Linked DNA regions of Mus musculus: region 1 is linked to region 2. The links are chromatin contacts, called in public Hi-C maps. All regions are on one chromosome and are shown on one strand. The core of a region is the stretch at or near the end of the contact, and the rest is flanking DNA. Distances in the headings are between cores, read along the strand shown.

The links. A called contact is a pair of places that touch in the nucleus more often than the background predicts.
Region 1: a Hi-C map of embryonic stem cells shows a contact between it and region 2, with 2.4 times the contacts expected there. The contact joins two enhancer-like sites. A contact is called at or near these places in 9 of 484 Hi-C or Micro-C datasets (the G1E-ER4 cell line, the N1E-115 cell line, cerebral cortex and 3 more), 5 of 115 datasets of contacts at active chromatin or transcription factors (embryonic stem cells and microglia) and 1 of 9 other capture datasets (pancreatic islet).

The regions. Positions count from the first base shown.
Region 1 is chr8:23,156,865-23,160,514 of GRCm38.p6, reverse strand. Nkx6-3 (NK6 homeobox 3) reads right to left here. Exons shown (of 3, transcript NM_029002.2): 3 at 1,567-2,933. The coding sequence ends at 2,700. Among named protein-coding and RNA genes, the nearest start is that of Nkx6-3, 5.4 kb to the right of the region's middle. Within about 2 kb of position 2,399, at least 54 of the 459 cell types and tissues checked have an H3K27ac peak or open chromatin away from gene starts, as enhancers often do. A contact at or near this core is called in embryonic stem cells, where this site is marked.
Region 2 is chr8:22,822,505-22,826,718 of GRCm38.p6, reverse strand. All of the region lies in intron 1 of Gm46036 (a long non-coding RNA gene), which reads left to right. It also overlaps the pseudogene Gm24735. Among named protein-coding and RNA genes, the nearest start is that of Ap3m2, 19 kb to the right of the region's middle. Within about 2 kb of position 2,673, at least 11 of the 459 cell types and tissues checked have an H3K27ac peak or open chromatin away from gene starts, as enhancers often do. A contact at or near this core is called in embryonic stem cells, where this site is marked.

The DNA of each region.
Region 1 (3,650 bases), core at 1,150-3,649, 330 kb before region 2:
TCCTTAGTCCTGTGGGAGTCAAGTTTCTACCCAGCAATCTTGTGGGAGACATGTGTTGGAAGCAAGGCTCTCAGTGTTTAAGAATGGTATTTCCTGTTGGTATCTGCCAGCTACATTCATTTCATTTCTTTTCTTTTTCTTTTTTCTTTGACATGGTCTAACTGTCTTCCAGATGTGGAATCTCAGCGTTTGCCTCTCTTTTTGATGGAGGCCTGGCTAGCCTAGAACTGTTAAGTCAACCAGGCTGCCTTTGGCCTCACCTGTCTCTTCCTCTTGAGTGCTGGGATTAAAGGCCTGCTCCCTCATGCCATGTTCATTATTTTAATCTTGTTCAATCTTATTACAAAGTATGCATACATAATTATTATTCCATTGACAGATGAGTGAACTGAGTCACGGAAGTTGGAGCAGCTCACCCAAGGGTGCAGAGAGTGGCGCAGCTCCGTCCACTGGCTTCCCTGTCCCTTGTCCCTTAGGAGGGTTATGGAATTCCAGGGTCAACCCTGAGGAAGGTCTGAGCACAGAGTCAGGTTCCAGAAATGGAAGCTCAGAATTTGTCTCGGGTTTGGATTATGACCATCCAGGTACGACCATTCTGAACCTGGCAAGACACCGCAGGCAGCTAACCTAACCTCACCTGGCCTCACCTGAGTGCTAGGTTGGAACTAAAACTGTTCAGCCACTTTGCTCTCCCAGCTGCAGCAGAAGACATGGCTGGCACCCCAACACAGCTGACCGTGTGCCTATATCCCCCATGTCCCCCCTAAGATGATTATAAACACCCTCAGCTGTCAGGGGCTACAGGTTGGTGCATTTGGTATGACGAACATACATCAACTAAAGAGCTAAACCTCGCTCCATCCCCTGTTGTCTAGGAATCAGAGACAACCTGCCTGTAAGCACAAACTATGGAATACTTATCAACTCTGTGGCACGGGACACTGGGTCTCAACCTTCCTAATGCTGTTCCCCTTAAATACAGATCCTTGTGTTGTGGTGACCCCCCAACCACAAAAATCATTTTCATTGCTATTTCATCTAACTGTAACTTTGCTACTGTTGTGAATCGTAACTCAATTATCTATGTTTTCTGATGGTCTTAGGTGACCCCTGTGAAAGGGTTGTTTGATACCCCCACACCCAAGAGTTGAAACCCACAGGTTGAGAACCACTAACATGAGCCCTCTATCTCCTGAAATCTAAGGACTCAGATTTAGCTTCGTGGGTCTGAAGTCTGCTCAGGGTTCTCACTGTGCTGTCTTTCTAGGGTGTTAATAGCTCTCCTAATAAGTCCCGTGCTTAGAAGCACAGTGCACCTCGGTGTGCTTGAATTCCTAATCTGAAACCCATCACTGGGCACAGGACCCAAGTCCTTCTAATAGGAATGACACACTCAAGAGCTGTGGCCAAAATCTGTGCTCACCCATTAGACCCTGAGGTGCTTGTCAGGGAAGAAGTTGTGATGGTGGTAAGCAACAGGCCTGTTCCCTTTCCCTTAACCCCAAAACACCTGGGATGTGGAAGAAAAGAAGGTAACTGAAGATAACAATTTGGTCTATGGATGATGGTTTCTGCTTCTTCTTCTTTTTTAGACTGATTTATTTATCTATTTATTTTACAAAGAATTTATTTTTATTAGTCACAGAGTGCATGTGTGTCTGTGAGCATGCATGCAGTACCTGAGGAGGCCAGAAGAGGGCGTCGGAACACCTATAGCTGGAGTTAACAGGCCGTTGTGAGCAGCCTGTAGCTGCGAACCCAGCTCCAAGTCTTCCAGAAGAGCAGCAGTAACCGCCGAGCCATCTTTCCAGTCCAACTTCATGACGGGAGAGAACACTGCCAATATTCCCTTTAGAAAAGTGCAGGAGCCGCGGGGACGGTTTCTGGGATTTTCATCTTTATTCTAGTTTTGTTTTAAAAGCCTCGGTGTCCAGCAGCACTCCCAACCCCTTATTCTGCCTAGGGTTCGCCCAGTCTGGTGTCCCTATTGGAGGAGTGTGGCATTCAGAGCCCTTCTCTCTGTCCTGCTGAGATGCTCCCAAACTCTGATGGATGCCCTGGGTTGCCTTGGTGGGTACCTCCCAGAGACAACAAAACCTTAGGATTTTCTCATCTGTTTCCCCTCTGCCTGGCATCCCCTCGTCTCTTTCCCAGAGTCTTCCTTGGTACAGTGGGATCTGCGTTGAAAGTAAAGTGCAGTTGGGGGTCACAGGGTCCTGAAACTCAGGGTTAGAAGAGTTCCTATTTTCAGGACCCGCCCCCCAGCGGTGGGATCATTAGAAAGCACATCTGGACTTCAGGCTCCGTCTTTTGCTTTGCAGTCCCAGCCTACGACTAGGTGCGGTACTTTGTGTGACTCCCTAACCAGCTGATCCTTAGAGGGGAAAACAGCGCATCTGGAGCGCTCCATAGCCAGGTTCCCTGCTGCAAAAAATAAGCCTGCTCACTTTAGAGCAGGGCTGACAGGGCAAGGGGCCCAGAGGGGAGGAATGACAGAGAGGTGTGCCATCTTCTCCCTCGGGGCACTCACCATCCCTCGTCTCCTTCCCTTCCTTCCCTCTCGCTTCCTCCTCCTCTTCTTCTTTCTTCTTCCTTCGTCTTTTCCTCCCCCTCCCCCCAACTCCTCTTCTCTGGTCCCTGCCCACAGCGGACTGCACGGAAAGGGGAGGGGAAGGCTGGTCGGCGCGGCTAGCCCGGGGTCACACGCTGTGCGCGCCCAGGCTGAGCACGGAGAAGGCGGCCCGGTGCTTGCGCAGCAGCAGGCGGATCTTCTCGTCGTCCGAGTCCGGGTCCAGCGGCTTGTTGTACTCATCGTCCTCGTTCTCCGAGGCCGCGCGGTCCCCGCTCGCACCTCCCGGGGCCCGGGGTGTGGAGGATGAGGGCTCCAGGGCGCTCTTCTTCCTCCACTTGGTCCGGCGGTTCTGGAACCACACCTGCAAAGAGCAACCGGGGTGCCGCGGCGGGCTCCGTTACTGCCGCCTCGCTACCCCAGAGTACAGACTATGCGCCACTGCACAGAGCAGCGGCCTGACACTTGCATTAGCCGCGGGGGGGAAATAAAATAAAGTTAGATAAAAGCGTGCCACAGCCCTTTCCTGTGCTATAACAACCCTCCCTGAGCTGCAGCTTCCTCCTTGCCTCGGGTGCAGTCTAGGCATCTGGACCAAAGCGCCCCCCCCAACCCCTCCGAAATGCCACTGGTTAGAATTGTCCCTGGGACTCAGGACAGTGTAAGGTAGAGCCCGGGCCTAGCATGCCCTGGCCCTCCGGTCCACCTCCGGCAAGAAACGCAAAAACGGAGTGAATGAATGAATGAATGAATGAATAAGCTAACTTTACACATCTCCAGGAACCTCGTGAATAATTGGCCCCTAGAAAAATAACATGTACGCTAAGATGGCTGAAGATCGTGGTGCCCTAAAGAAGCAAAGAAACGTGTCCTACGGACCTAAGCTCCTTCCACCTCCACACCACAGCCTTCTGTGGCTGTAACTATCTGCTGAGGTAGCATTTGCCCCAGAACCCCCCTAATCTGTTCACACTTCTTCATTTCTTCATGTTGGCAGCGAGGTTGCAGTTCTGGGAGGTCTCATGGCTTTCTTCTCCCGTGTGCCCATCCAAAGTGTGGACAGACTAGGGTGGCAATGGGA
Region 2 (4,214 bases), core at 1,424-3,923:
CTGCCTCTTATTGAGATTCTTTCTCTCTTGGTTTTCCTTTGTGATCATGCTGTTCTATAGTAGAGTGATTGATCCTTTGCTGATTTATTTTTCAGTGAATCTATTACAGCGTTGACCATCAGGCTTGCAGAAAACATCTTATGGTTAAAACATACTGTTTGAGGCTGGTAAATGTTATTGCTGAAAAATCTCTATAACTTCATACATTTTTAACACTTGTTAACACCTGATGTCACAATTTATTTATTTTTGTTTGTTTGTTTGTTTTGTTTTGTTTTTCAAGACAGGGTTTCTCTGTGTAGCCCTGGCTATCCTGGAACTCACTTTGTAGACCAGGCTGGCCTCAGACTCAGAAATCTGCCTGCCTTTGCCTCCCAAGTGCTGGGATTAAATTTATTTATTTTTATACTTTGCTTATTTTACAAAAAAAAAAAAAGTAGTATAGGTGCTGTTGTATCAATATTCTTTTACCTATTTTTGTGATTTCTTCATTTTTAGGGTTTCCGTATTTAACCCCCTGGGCTGGTTAGTTTTTTGTCAACCTGGCACAAGTTTAAGCCATGCATACAGAAAAGACAGAACCTCAGTTGAGAAAATGTGTCCCTACTATGTTTGTTCTGGAGATAAGCCTGTGGGACATTTTCTCGAGTAGTGATTGATGTAGGGGAACCCAGACCATTGTGGGTTGTATAAAAATCCAAGCTGAGTATGCCAAGGAGAGTAAGCTAATTAGTTGTGCTCTCCATGGCTTCTGCGTTGGTTGCTGACTGGAGGTTCTTGCCCTGAAAAAGTTCCTGCCTTGGCTTGATAAACTGATTGGGGTATGTAATCCAGTTAACGCTTTCCTCACTAAGCTACCTTTGGTTGCACTATTTATCACAGCAGTGAGAGCACACTAATACAATACACCCTCTAGTTTACCAGGGGATGTAGATTCTCAGGCAGATGCAGGCTAGAAGATGCATCTCCTTTGTAAGCCATGAAGAAGAGCTTTTAATGACAATTTTCTTTAAAGGGTTGAAAGTTAATCTTACATAGGCCTTGTAGTGTTGTTTGAATGATAATGGCCCCCTTACACTCATATGTTTAAATGCTTGGCTCCCAGTTGGTAGAACTATTTGGGAAGGATTAGGAGGTGTAGTCTTGTTGAAGGAGGCGTGTCACTGGAGGTGAGCTTTGAAGTTTCAAAAGCCCATGCCATTTCCAGTTAGCTCTATCACTCTCTGCCTCATGCTTGATTCAACTTGTAAGCTCTCAACTACTATTTCAGTGCTGTGCTGTGCCTGCCTGCCTGCCTGCCTGCCTGCCTGCCTGCCTGCCTGCCTGTCTGCTGTGCCTGCTTGCCTGCCTGCCTGCCTGCCTGCCTGTCTGCTGTGCCTGCTTGCCTGCCTGCCTGCCTGCCTGCTGTGCCTGCTTGCCTGCTGTGCCTGCCTGCCTGCCTGCCTGCCTGCTGTGCCTGCCTGTCTGCTGTGCCTGCTTGCCTGCCTGCCTGGTGCTATGCTCCCTACCATGACAGTCATGAACTATAATGATCTGCAACCACAGTTAAGCCCCAAATTAAATGTTTTATCTTATAAGTTGCCTTGGTCACATTGTTTCGCCATGGCAATAGAGGAACAACTAAGACAAGAGTTAGTGCCACAAGTTGTATACTGCTGTGACAGACTTGGCTGTGCTGTTTTTATTGAGGAATGTGGAGGACTTTCAGACTTTGAACTAGGAAAACAGTTGAATACTCTAAGCAGGGCTTAGTGGACCATCCTAGAGGAAGAATAAAAGACCACAGTGCTGAGGGTCATGTGGGCTGTGGAGGCCCAGTTCAAAAGGTTTCTGAGGAAAACAACATTAACAACCAGGTTAGAGGCCATTCTTGTGACAATTTGGCCAACACTTTCAGTTTTTCTATAACTTCTTTTGTTTGGTGGGTTCTTTGAACATAATATCTGCCATCCCAATCATTTAGATTCTCCAGTCCTCCTTTGGTTTTGTCTTATTTGTCTGCATTTGCTATGATTATTTTCTTGCTCTGTATCGTTTCTTCTTCGTGGCAGTATGGTCTGATTCTCTTTCTTTTCATTACTTCTGTAACCATGATTTGAGCCTGGGTTGCTTCCTGATTCTGATTGCTAAGCAAGCAGACTACCACTGAGCTGCCCACCCCAGGCCCAACGCTCTCCTTTTCTCCTATCTGAGCCTGTGTCCCTGCGTCCAAATAGTAACAGTATTATTCTGTTGGTTTCTGAGATAGGATCTCATTAAGTAGAGCAGGCCAGCCTCAGGGGATGAGAAGCTCTGGACAAGAAAGTTGCCTTGGCTGGTAACACCTGATAAGGAGACCCACGTATCAAAGCTGCTAGTATCTGCCACTTTGAGACTAAGAAGAACTGACCTGCAGATTAACTCTTCCATCCCAGAAATCCCCCCTTTTCTATCAAAAACAAAAAAAAAATCCCAAGACCCCACACCACATGAGTGCAGTCTCACTTCCGGGGAGAGACTGCGGCCTTCCGCTGTTCCGATTAAAGCACAATTCTGCCTTCCTCTGCTCCGATTAAAGAGCAATTCTGCTTCTAGGGACGCCCGTTTTTATTTCCACCTGGCCTGACTCAGGCTAGCCCTCTGACTCTGTGAGGGAGAAAAGGAGAACAAGGCAGCCCATTTCCTGCTTCATCCTGGAACTGGGCGGGTGACATTCTTTGGAAGTTGAGCTTATGCAACTCTGAAAGAAACCTGCACTGTGATTCTGGCTACTGTATCATCTTTTTACCATGCTCAGCTGCCTTGAGCTGAGACCATGCAATCTCCCCCCCCCTCTCTCTTTAAGCCTAGCTGCCTAGGCCATAGGTACCATCTCCTCCTATATCCACACTAACCTACCTAAGAAAAGCATCCTTTTAAAGGAAGGGCTGTAACAATCCACATTTGATCTTCAAATGGAAGGATTCCACAGGGCTGAGTTCGTCTTTGGCAGAAAACTCTGTGTCTGTGTGTGTGTGTGTGTGTGTGTGTGTGTGTGTGTGTGTGCGCTCATCAGGATGGGAGCAACGATGTGATTTGGCAGCCTTCTTTGGTAACGATAATTTTTTTTTTGCTAATAACTTTTTTGCTAATGCCATTTGATTTCACCACCATCTGATGGCACCATAAAGTCCAAGCAAAATGCTGGCACCCAGAAAACTTCAGGGTCCCACTGAGTCCCCCAGGGACCGCCATACCTCTTTTATATTAGACTAAGGAAAAACTATCAGACCTCCAGTGTGGGGATCTTTTTGGTAATTTTTAAAAAAAGATTTATTTATATTATATATGTGAGTGAAGAGGCCAGTTCAGGACCTTTAGAAAATTCCACCAGACTCCTCCCCTCCTGAAAGAGAAAGGTCATAGAGCACTCAAGCACCCCTCCCTTCCGGAAGGGAGAGGCGGACTACATTCCTCAGACCTCGGAGGGGGTGGCAACCAACCATGGGCCACCTGCGGATCGTGAGGCCCAGAGCTATAGACACATTCTGCAGGATGAACCTACCACTGGCCACCTACAGACAAGTGAAGTCCTTGCCACCTCATTCCCTAGACCGAACAGTTTAAAAGTCACACTGTCCTGTCAATCACTTTGTGCCTAAGGGCTGCTGCTCTGAAAACTGCATAAAAACTCACTGAACGGGCTGGGGGGGGGGGGGTCGTTCTCTCTCTCCTTCATGTGCAGGGCAACCCCAGCATGCTGGAACAATAAAATTCCTCTTGCTTTTGCATCGATCCCCTGCTCTATGTTGTTCACTGGGGGTCCTCCAGTAAGTTAAGTCTCGCCAGAGTCTTACATGAGTACACTGTCTCTGTCTTGAGACACACCAGAAGAAGGGGGTCGGACCCCATTACAGATAGTTGTAAGCCACCATGTGGTTGCTGGGAATTGAACTCAGGGCCTCTGGAAGAGCAGTCAGTGCTCTCTTAACCGCTGAGCCATCTCTCCAGCCCCCACCCTTTTTTTTGGTAATTTTTAATGTTTTATCTTAATGTTGACACAGTTTTTACAAGGTACAGTTGTTGACTCCTAAGGAGAACCTAAAAGTCTTCCTGTCTCATAAGTCAATGCTATTTGAACGAAGGCTGTCAACTTGGCCCAACTTCATTTTGTTCACAATAAAAGTAAAATTAAAAAAAATAATAATAATGACAGGGATCATTCTGGCAGCACATATACTAAAACTGGAACAATA